2 separate regions of the Gossypium hirsutum genome follow, and region 1 is linked to region 2. Evidence: chromatin contacts called from public Hi-C data. All regions are on one chromosome and are shown on one strand. The core of a region is the stretch at or near the end of the contact, and the rest is flanking DNA. Distances in the headings are between cores, read along the strand shown.

Region 1 (5,969 bases), core at 3,394-5,893, 630 kb after region 2:
TCATTACTTTCAGCAGCCCTTTTATTTCGCAGTTTATAACAATATGCTTTGACGTGACCTAACTTCTTACAATAGCGACACCTTTTGTATTGCTTCTTTGATGTTACTAATGTAACACCCTATACCCAGCCTGGTCGCCTAGCCCGAGTTCTAGGATGCTACAACACTGTATCATATCGATTTCATCATAATCATCACATTTAATATACAAGCATCCTTATTTTCTTTCGTTACTATGCAATCATACGAATATTAATACATGCAAACTCAAATTAACATTTAACCATGCTAACATTCGACAAACAAACAAAAAATAGACATACATCAAGCATTGGGACCACTTAACAAATTTTCCCAAAAATGTTACGTAGGTATCGATACTAAAGGAATGGTATCTATATCTTCTTTAAGTGGTACCGATACCACATGAAAAATTGGTACCAAACTTGCATTCTGTTTCTCAATTAAAAGCCAAAGTCTCGAAAATTATTCGTACCTGCCACAAAATATTTATATTTTAACCCCAAGTATCGATACTTGAGCAAAGGTATCGATACCAAAATCTCTATTTTGGCTCTTTGCATGTTTCAAAACACAAAGGTATCGATTTTAGAACCCGATTACTGATACCTCTACTCCAGACCTCAAAAATGCAGCATACATAAGCAATTAAGCCACTCCAATTTAGTTCTTAAACATCATATATCAATTACTTCAACAAATAATCATTCAACGGCCTAATAATGCAAAATTGTGTTCGAGCAAGTAACGACAACCCATCCTCATGTTCATGAACCCAAGCATAACAATAATATGTAATCCTTATAAACCGAACCAAAAACCAACAAAATGCCTAGATGTTAACATGGCTATAAACAAGTCTACCACATTGCCTTGTTCCCAAAACATAAACAAATAACAATAACACCTACGAAGTCACGGAAATGGACTTGCTTGGAATCACCCCTCAGAAACCACACCGCTCACACCGGCACATAACTAATTTGCAATGGTTTAAGAGGAGAGGATGAGCTTAACAAACTTAGTGAATGCTCAGAATAACCACAATACAAACAATTCATCAGGCATCAATGAAACAACTATATAGCATAACCTTAACAATTTCAACTCTAGTGTCATATTATACTTACTCGTGCATTATTACTAGTTCTTTTACATGATAAAAATATTCAATTTTAAGCATATATCACATTACACATATAATCACATAAAATTTAAGCATATATCACAATACTCATATAATTCTAAGTTAAGATAATTTGGCACTTGAGCTATGAAACATAAAAGTGAGCTCTATCATCACTCATCAGATACACGGATCTCCAACACACCACAGAGACTCATAAAGTCAAACATGTCCCAAAAGTGAAGCATAAAGCTAACATTCTTCTTATTTCCCCTCAGATGTCCCATTGAATGGAGCTTAGTTCACATTCTCTTATCCCTCCAACATGTCCCAGGGCCCTAACGCCTAAAATCACTGTACATATAGGTGAGTGCTCACAATCCTATGGAATGCCAACTATATCCAATGGTCTCAAAGATCACAAGGCCAAAATATCTGTTATTAACACACACATATTACTTACCGTTCACTGCCCTTATTCACTACAAATATCACATTATAACATAACATTATCACTGTCATATAGCATGTATAACATGCTTACAATTACACTTTCTCAACGGTTATCATAACCACATCTCACATGTTATAACATCTTATCTCAATTCACATATTTAGAAATACATAAGCACATTGTCCACAATATAACATAGGTATGAGAAAGCTTACACTCGAAATTTAAAGTAGGGGTTCAGGCTACTACTAAATTCTCAAATAACATATTGAATCATGTCCATAAGCAATTATTTCAAACACTACCAACACACTTTCACCCGAAAAGCTAGAAGTTCAAACTAGCTTTTCCTTGCCTTTATCTCTACTCGTAGAGGGTCCTATTGATTCCAACACTTCAACAAGGTAACTCACACAGCAACACAATCAACATTAATCCAAATATTCACATCAAACAATCCAAAAACACAAGTCTAAGCTAGGTTCTCATGTAACCAAAACCTTTAACATAGCAAAATTAAAACTCAAATATCTTGATCTATACTTAATCTTTTTTCCTAAAACAAATTTTGTTCATGTTATAAGTCATCTACGACTAATTCCCAACCTTTAAACTACACAAAAAAATACTTAGATCATAGTATCAACTTTTTCGACATGTTTATGGTAATTTTCTAAAAATTCATTAAAATTCAAGAAATCTTTAACGAAACTTCAAATTAATTTTAGAAACCTCTTAACCATGTCAAAATTAATTAAAAAATACTTTGAAACCACATTTTTACTAAAAATCTCAAAATCTACCATTAACGAGCTAATTTTCGACTTTTATTTAAAACATGCGATTTAATGCCTAAAAACTTAGTTTTAAAGACTAAATAGCATTTAAAATTAATAGAAATATGAATGGTTACCTTAGTTGGAAGGAAAACGGACTTTTGTTGAAAACCTAGAAAATCCACACACGAAGAATATGATGAAATTTATGGAGTTTTTGAGTGTTTTCTTGAAGATTTATGAAGGTAATTGACTTGGGGAATGATAGAAATCAAAACATTGAAGATTTAACAGAGAAAATCGGATGATGGATTTGGGAGAGCAAAGGGACGGCAACATACACAAAGGATAGAGAAGACTAATGTGGATTTTATGAATATAAAGGGGGAAAATAGGGTGAAAATTAAAATTTAGTTTAATTGCCTTTTAAAAACTCATAATTTAGACCCTTTTACAAATCAGTTCTATTTTCAAAATTAAAGGCATTTAAAACTCATTTTCTGAAATTGATTTAATTTTCTAAAAACCATAGTAAAAAAACGTTACCAATAAACCATGTCACAAAATTTCGAACACTCTAAGACTAAAATTCCTAAAATACCTCTAAAACTCTTAAGCCCTATTTTGGGTGTGATAACCAAAACGGAAGCTTGCCTATCTACCTTGCTATTCGAACCAAACTTATTATCGAGTTTGTCTTTAATCAACAAATGACCCTTTACATCCTAGAAAGAGAGTTTGTCTCTGCCATAAATCAAGGTCTCCTTGAAAGACTTGTATGAATAGGGTAAAGTGCACAATAATAGCATAGCATGATCTTAATCGTCAATCTTAACCTCAACATTCTTTAAATCATTCAAAATAGTAATAAATTGACTGATATGATCTCTAAGAAGCTCACATTATTCATGTGAAATGTAAATAAACGTTGTTTCAACACTAAACGGTTAGCTAGAGACTTAGTCGAATAAAGAGTTTCTAACCTTTTCCACAATACGGATGAGGTTTTCTCCATCAATACCTCCTGCAATACCCTATTCACGAGACACAATTGGATTACAGATAGGGCCTTTTCATCAAGCTCTTCCCATTCTGTCTGATCTAGAGTCTTAGGCTTTTTCCCAGTAACGACCTTTTAGACCAGTCTAAACTAGAATTGTCATCATCCGAACTTGCCACAGATTGAAATTTGTGACACCATCGAACTTCTCAATGTTAAACCTTGTTGTTGTCATCTCTAAACAGGCTGATCTATAAAAATTGAACTAGTTCTAATACCATTTGTTGGAGATCGACCCAATTAATCAATGAACAAGTAAAAAATAACGAAAGAAATTGAGAAATCGAACACATAAATTTAACGTGGAAAAACCCTCCAAAGAGGATAAAAAACACAGACAAAGATAATTTTACTATAATGGAAAAAACAAAGAGTATAAAAGATGGAGATAAAAACTAAACTCCGAAACCCGAAAATAAAGAACCCTCAAAATACAAAATTCTACAAAATTCTTTTAATGGGTGTCTTTTTTAAGGTTATAAAAGAGCTTATTTATAGGATAAATTCGTAGATCAAATAATAATAAAATAATCTAGACTAATCAGAGATCGACTGAAACAAATAGATAGAGTTCAACTGAGAGATTATCTCTCAAATTTGACTGAAATATGAGTCATACTCAATAATATCAATTAAAAAAATTTCCGTTATTAATTTAAAGACAAATTACCAAAACAGGAGTGAATTCAAATGTTAGCATCTAAGTTAAAGGATTTAAAATCGGGTAACTAAAACAGAGTATAATTGGGTGAAGTAAAATAAAGGAAAGAATATTGGAGCCTGGTCTCACCATTGTTGGAAGCCAATATCCTCACGTCATGCAAATTTTTGACAGACAAGTGAAGAGAATATTTGGGATTTAAAAGAAACCATTTCTAAATGGTTTAATGAAATGGTAAAGAAAGCTGAAGTGTTAAGTTAAAAAGTACAAAATTGAACGAATAAATTTTCAACCACACAATAGTTCCAAAAAGCGTGAATTCTTTAGAATAATTTGAGAATTTTATGAGCATGGATAAATTAGTCGGGCATGATATGTTTTATTTAAATTATCAGTAATTCAACAGAAAATTATGGCGATGCCATTATTTGAATAACTTTTAGTACAAGAATTAATTTTGAGCAAATTTTAGTAGGAGTAAAATGAAGTTTATCTCAATATACTTTGATGGTTAGAGAACTTATGTCATAATATACCTTCTATATTTTTGTTTGTTATTCTAAATACTAAAATATGAACATATGAATAGCATTTAGTAGAGAAAAAGTATGGTGTAATCTAGCCGGTGCTGGGAATGGGATCTGTCAGATTGGGCCAACACGGCCTGGCATAAGAACACTTTGTTTGATCGGCTAATTAATCCATTTCCTGTCTGTAATTGTTTGTAAACTATAAAGCCATAGGCTTGTTGTATGTCTAAAAATTGAAAAACAAAAATGTCCTCTGGGCTTGTGTCTTCCCCTGTTATCTTCCCTCTCTCCAATTCCAAGTCCAAATCCAGTCTTTGGAGTCCCTCACGAAGAACAATCTCTCAACTTTCTGTCAACAATGGTGATGACATCATTGATTCTTCTTCAAACACTCCAAGATTGATCACCTTCTTAGGCAAAGGCGGCTCCGGCAAGACCATCTCCTCTGTTTTCGCTGCCCAGGTACTACTTCCTAGTTACACTTTGTCACCAATTAACGGAAAAGGAAAGCTGAAGCTCATAGATAGGGTTAATTAGAAATGGCCCCTTTTTCCAAATATCATCATCTAATCTCTTTGTTTCATGCCTTTCTTTGCTGCTGCTTAGCATTATGCAATGGCTGGACTCAGCACATGCTTAGTGTTACAAGGACAGGATCGCACTGCTGACTGTCTTCTCAATTGTAAGATCGACTCCTCTCCTACCCTATGCACCCGCAACCTTTCTGTTGTTAGGCTGGAAACCACTAAAGTATGTTCCTTTTCCATGCTTCATCATCTATCTATTTCAAATGGGTTTATTATAATTACGCTGAGAATGGATTATTCGTTAAACTGCAGATGCTTCTTGAACCTCTAAATGAGCTGAAGAAAGCAGATGGCCGTCTTAATTTGACACAAGGAGTTCTGGAAGGGGTGTGTATGTAATATCTCATCATCCTTTTTACCTTAGGTGTTTGCACTTCACACTATGAATGTTGATTTTGACATGTATTAGTCTACTAGGTTGTTGGAGAAGAGCTTGGGGTGCTTCCCGGGATGGATTCTATCTTTTCACTACTTGCACTTGTGAGGCTTCTGGGTTTATTCGGGAAACGGGCTCGGAAGAACCATCAAAACGATAAATTTGACATTATCATATATGATGGTATCAGCACCGAAGAAACCCTAAGAATGACAGGTGCAAGCAGTAAAGCAAGGTTTGGAAATAGACAAAACAATTTATCTTTCTTGCCTAAAATGAAGTATGTACACAAGCCCCTCTAACTCTGCACAGACTCTACTTGAAGTACCTGCGGAGCATGGCTGAGAAAAGTGACCTTGGGAGATTGGCTGGTCCTTC
Region 2 (5,903 bases), core at 1,008-3,507:
TCTCGTGGCTTTAGGGAAGCAGTCCGAGCTTGCATTGCAAGAATGACCGACCCCTGTTTCAACGACCACAATTGGTTAGCCATGCATGCTCAATTAGCAAGTGTGTAGACTTTAAAAGTCCCCCAGCAATTAATTTGAATAACTTTGATTCATAATAATGTTCAAGCATTCCTTTTTCTTTCCTTTGTACCTCTTTAAGGCATTCATGGGAAGAAATGAAGCTTGCGTTCAATTCCTTATACAGCTAGGTAAACTCGGTTTCATGCAGTTTTCAAACATAAGAAAGACTTTCAAGTCCGAAATCCATACAAACACAGCATCCAAGGTTGTATAATAGATAGGGAAGAGGAGATGAGTACGCCTGGATCAAACTGATTCGTCAGTTCCCTATATGATTGATTTCCACATACTAAACCGAAAAGCCGATAGCATTAAGGTCCAACTTGTTGGGCCGTTCAATATGGTTTTTCCTTTATCTGGCGTTTGCCACACAAGGATTGCACTGCAAAGATTTCAATGATATGTCACTGTAAAGCAACCGGGTTGTTGACGACATGGCTTTGTTATATTGAATGGTGCAGGGTGAGCATGATTCTCAGTTAAATAGACTTTCAAGTTTCGCTTGGGCTCTATCAATGGCCGCCCACGTGGTTCATGAACCTGCCCAAAATGAAATGAGCAACCTTTGCTTCATTTCCCTTTTTCATTCGAAGAAAGCTACGCACCCATTATTAAATGGATTTGGTTTTCCCAGGATTTTCTTCGGATTCGTCTCTTTCTCCAGCCACATACTGTACAGTGATTGGTGGATGAAGAGTTGAAAATTACCGTGTATTAGACGTATGACATAGGGTAGGAGCTCCAGCGACTGTTTGACACTCATGCGGTACGTGTAGAGCTAAAGCTCTCTTATCGTTAAACTAAAATCCCAAGGCGTCGGTTTTGAAAGGATAAGTCCCATGACTAACACCCTAACATTGGCCTACTCCAGGACCCACCCGCCCCACTTCCCAATTTATGGATAAGAAAAAAAGGAATTTCTTTAATGGAATACGAGGCATTTGAAAGCATAGCTAACATAACCGATTGTTGTTGGAAGTTCGAATATGTGATGGAAGGTTGAATTGAAACAGACCCTATTTTATTATCTCAGAATTAGCTTACTTTTGGGATCCGAAAGAAAGTGGACAAATGTACTGACATTTTTTAGTAAGGCCTCGTTAGTTGTTGTACCTAGGCAGACTGGGTTTTTTGTTTATACCGAAGTCGCAGAGAGGGAATACTATCAGATTTTTGCCCGTGTCTTTTATTTATGAGAACCACAATGCGGATGAAGTGCAATAATGAAACAAAACATAGAGAGTTCTAAAGATAAGAGTGCGTGAAAATGGAGTACCAGGAATTGGATGAGTGCGCTTATGAGGTAGATGTGATAAGTAGTGAAGAAAGTGTCGGATAAGAAGCCCCCAAGCAGAGCCAGAAGGAAGGCTGTCCCCATGAAATTGGTGACATCGTTTGCCGATTTTGATGGAGATAAGTGCATGTGCTTTGACAGATACAGCACCAGGTTGCTACTATTTGCCAAGTAGGCCAGGTTCTCCACCACTTCCACAACTACGTACACCCAAAATTTATCATTAAACTAAGGGATGGAACCAACCTATAAAATAAGCCTCCAGCGGAAGCTCACCCTTTATTTGTGTCAAAAGGAACAAAAAGGAATAGATCAGGTAACTAACCCAAGACAAAGGAGGCAGCCACCATGCCACCATGTTGGCCCCTTAAAGCAGGTTTGCCCCTCCAATCCACATACCCTTCCCATCTATTATCCTGGTATCCTTCCTGTACAATAAAAGGCGAGTTAGTAATAGTATCTAGGAAAGCAACGAGAGGACGAATAATGAAGCAACGAGTTAGTAATAGTAATGGTATCCTCCTTCCTGTACAATAAAAGGCGAGTTTGTTGTCTGCTGTTTGTACTTTGAATGAAGCAACGAGAGGACGAATAATGAGTGAGATGACAACATAAAAAGAGCAGCAAAATAAAAAATTAAAAGGGCGGGGGGGGGGGAACCCACCATTGTTCTCTCTCTCTCCTATTCTCAACTTGAGTAATTATGTTGGTATTTGATCTCGAGTGTGAGGTAGAAAAGCATGGTGAGAGTGGTGGGGGTATTTAAAGAGAGGGGAAGGGAAGAGCATTTGATGGTTTCAGTTCAACTTGGAGGAGAGAATGGTCTTCACACCTCACATAAGTTAATTTTTGACTCATCATCCTTGGAACCTCTTGTTTTATACTAAGAATTCTTTCATTTTATTATTTTATTTGAAAATTATCATATTAACGAACAGTTTCTTTTTGTAATAACAAAGTGTCTTTTTATTAAAGATTTGCTAACTTATAGTAAAAAAGCTTGAGAGGAGGAAGATTAGGAGAGAAACATATCAAATCCTCTCCACCCATTATTAAAGGAACCCAAAAGAACAAAAAAAAGTACCTTTCTCTTTCTTTGACCATCGAAAGCCAAAACCTTCGTTGCGGATGCCTAATGATAGTATTTATTTTTGTCTTTTCTTCCAACAAAATATGAATTCAATTAGCAAATAGAAACATCAAAGCAGTACACGCCTTGAGGAGTAGAACAAAACCAGCAAGTAGCAACACACAGTGAGCAGCTGATCGATAGATGCCCCCTTAGGAGGTGTGGCGCCAAACGTTGACAAAAACCACCGTCTTCATATTCAACCACAAGTGGTTAAGTGGTTTAAGAATCTCCCAGGGGCGCCAAGTTTGATATCGAGTATTGGTGTACCGAGAAGCAGGCACTATAGAATCGGATTCCACCACTACAGAATCAGAACAACAATATAAAACTTCAAAGGAGGCGTATCTTTAATCTTGTTTCATTTTTCACTTGATATTTTGATGATCTTCCATATGTTTCTCCTTCCAGTACTGTTATAATAAAATTTGCTGATTTATATATAATTATAAGATAAGGAATATATTCTTTAGTCCGTGTACACTCAGGAATTTAGTAAGTGGATGACGATAACATGGATATATATATACACATACGGCAGCTTTATGCAAATGTCTTTTGTGGCCGTGTGATTATCATGAATACTGTTTCCCCAAACCCAAAATCCAATGTTTACACAAATGAATGGAATCCCCAGTTAACAAATTGCAAACAGTGGTTAAAAGAAGCAAAGGGTAGTGGTAAGATCACTTGGGTTGGACGATTGCTAATTGCTTGACATGATAGAATCTAATAGCCATACAATGGAGGATTATTATATTAATGGCTCCCAATCTCCTACCGATGAGCTTTTGTGCAATAATGCTTGAAGATATGAAAAGATGATAGAAATTGGATGTGCGGTCTCAGACTAAAAAATACTACTACATATCCATTTGCTTGTTAGGCTTAATTCAAACATTACTCATTTTTGGTACTTCAATTTTTTTTAAGTCGGTTCCTGTCAAAAAAAATCACCATGCTGCATTAATTTTTTGAAATTTTACAGGAAAATTAAGAAAAACAGGGAGAGAAATGAAAAATGTTCTTATTACAGCAATAAAGTTAATTAAAAAGAACTAACTTATCAATTATTATCGACTTTAAAATGCCGACTCTCTCTAAAAACCCGATTTCCTCGGCATGGTTGTTGGCAGACAGCGCGGAGGCGGAGCGACGACTGCCTGAGGCTGAGGACTGATTGAGGGAAGCAATACAGGAGCTACAGAGGCATCATAGGATGGCGGCGAGTGGCGACGACACCCCGTACGACCATGCTGATGATCCTGCGTGGCCAACGCCATTGGTAATTTCTGCCAAAGCTTTCTCCTCTGTTATGGCGTTAGAGTAGGCATCGGGATTCTTTCTCGCACTTTCAAGCTCGCCAGAGGACAATCGTATTCGTTGCTTCTTGATCTCAAGATTAGGGTTTTAACCAATCAAACAAAATCTTATTGAGCTAATAAAATTGAACTCTTAAAAAAAGAAGCGGTGGCTAATGAGATTTGATGATTCTTTTGTAGAATTATCCTTAGATTACATTTAACCCAAAATGAAAACTAAAACATGAAAGATATTCAAATTATCCCCAGATTAGGAAATAAAAGAGAAGATAAAATTGAATAATATTACTCACAGTAAGCGGTAGAAAGTCTTGAACAACGTTGCCTTCAGCGGAATAGTAGACAAAACTTACGTTTCTTCCATGCCCAAAACAACAGCCCTGTTAGCAAAACGATTTGGGGAAGAAGATTGCCATTGTAGAGTAATAATAAGAAAATTGCCTTGTACAACCATCTCCAAAAGTAAATTTCCCAGCGTCACATTTGTGGAGTTCCTTCAAAATGTCTTTGTTTATAGTCTCTTGAAAAATTACAACCAAAATACTAAACCTTCTCTATAATCGATACTCGATCACCAGTTCTGAGTATTGTTGAAACAACTATAATCAATTACAATTCAATTTAATAGTTAACATATTATTAAGTTCAAAACATCATTACTATATGCTATTCAATCATTTACGAGTCTTATATGAACTTGTAGAAGCTCTTTGGATAACTTAAGATCAAATAAATATCAAATTATAAAATGTTCAAACTATCGAATTGGCGTCACAATTTCGAGGGTTTTAAGTCGCGACATGACTCACTAACTTGTTCTCGTGAGTCACATCATGATATCAAGAACTTGATGTCACGATGTCACTTACTATTTTCAAAAGATCCATATGATAACTAACACTTAAAATAATTCATCAAATGCCTCAATTCAACCATTTCAGCAAATATATCGTTCTTATATACTTCTAACCTTTAGCATCATATGTATATATAAACATTACACAAAATCATCATCTCAACCTCAAATCATATGAGAATTTCTACATGCTAACCATTTAAATCATTTAACTACTTATGCTAATCTCAAATATGTATTAAACAAGTTAGGAATATTAGACTCAATTAGATTGCCAATTCGGAATACAAAATTACCATTTTAATACAAAACTAACTCCAATCCTAAGTACATGTCATATATCAAAACATAAAGGAGTTATACAAACATTGATAAGTCGAGGATTGAAGATTGGATGGTAAATTACTTCTCGAGACTTCAAATTCCACTTATTTCTACCCACGGGATAAACAAACCGCATGTTAAGCGATAAAAATCAATGGTACTTTCATGATTCAAGTTAATATAACAATAACATTAATTAAATGAACAAAATCAATTCAAGTTCAACATTTAATCAATTCATATTCCATTTATGCCAAGAGTTTCCATTAACATATGATAAATGCAAATAACGATTTTGTATACCAATTCATTTGGCATTTGCATTAAATTTTTTCATATCATACCATTCAACACTAAAGTACATATATCTTTATTTCATAAAATACCAATTTCTCATTTCTTTAAACTTATCTCATTCTCAAATCTATTGATTTGTTTTATTTCCATAGCGGGCCTTCTGGGTGCAATGTGTCTTATCAGTACACTCAACACTTGTTGGTTACAAACAAACTATATATTATTTAGACAAAATCATATTGATTGCATAGTAAAATAAAAAATAAAAAATAAAAAAAATTATAAAGCTATGAATAATAACGCATGTAATAATACCATTTGATTGTAATGCTTTTTTCTTAAAGGAAAAATCCTTGATAGAAAATAGAGTACAATGACATGATGACTCATAGGCAATACCACTCAAGCCTTTTAAAACATCCAAAATAGAACTATAAAATCTACACCCAATTACAAAAAAAAAAAAACCCATACAGTCCACATCAACGAGCATAAATTCGAAGCACCATTTAATAATAATGTTATTATCTTTTGATAATATTACCATTTGACTACTTTAAA

Evidence for each region. A called contact is a pair of places that touch in the nucleus more often than the background predicts.
Region 1: a Hi-C map of leaf shows a contact between it and region 2, with 2.2 times the contacts expected there. The contact joins the promoter of LOC121214651 here to the promoter of LOC107894981 in region 2. A contact is called at or near these places in 2 of 34 Hi-C or Micro-C datasets (both in leaf).

Annotation. Positions count from the first base shown.
Region 1 is chrD02:39,169,744-39,175,712 of Gossypium_hirsutum_v2.1, forward strand. LOC121214651 reads left to right here and starts at 4,644. Exons shown (of 7, transcript XM_041088539.1): 1 at 4,644-5,090; 2 at 5,235-5,378; 3 at 5,468-5,542; 4 at 5,633-5,826; 5 at 5,904-5,969. The coding sequence starts at 4,875.
Region 2 is chrD02:38,543,025-38,548,927 of Gossypium_hirsutum_v2.1, forward strand. LOC107894981 (protein NRT1/ PTR FAMILY 4.6) reads right to left here and starts at 2,258. Exons shown (of 5, transcript XM_016820139.2): 1 at 2,079-2,258; 2 at 1,740-1,842; 3 at 1,397-1,614; 4 at 1-53. The coding sequence starts at 2,081. It overlaps LOC107894980 (a long non-coding RNA gene), which reads right to left. Exons shown (of 2, transcript XR_001683337.2): 1 at 4,159-5,903; 2 at 3,487-3,932.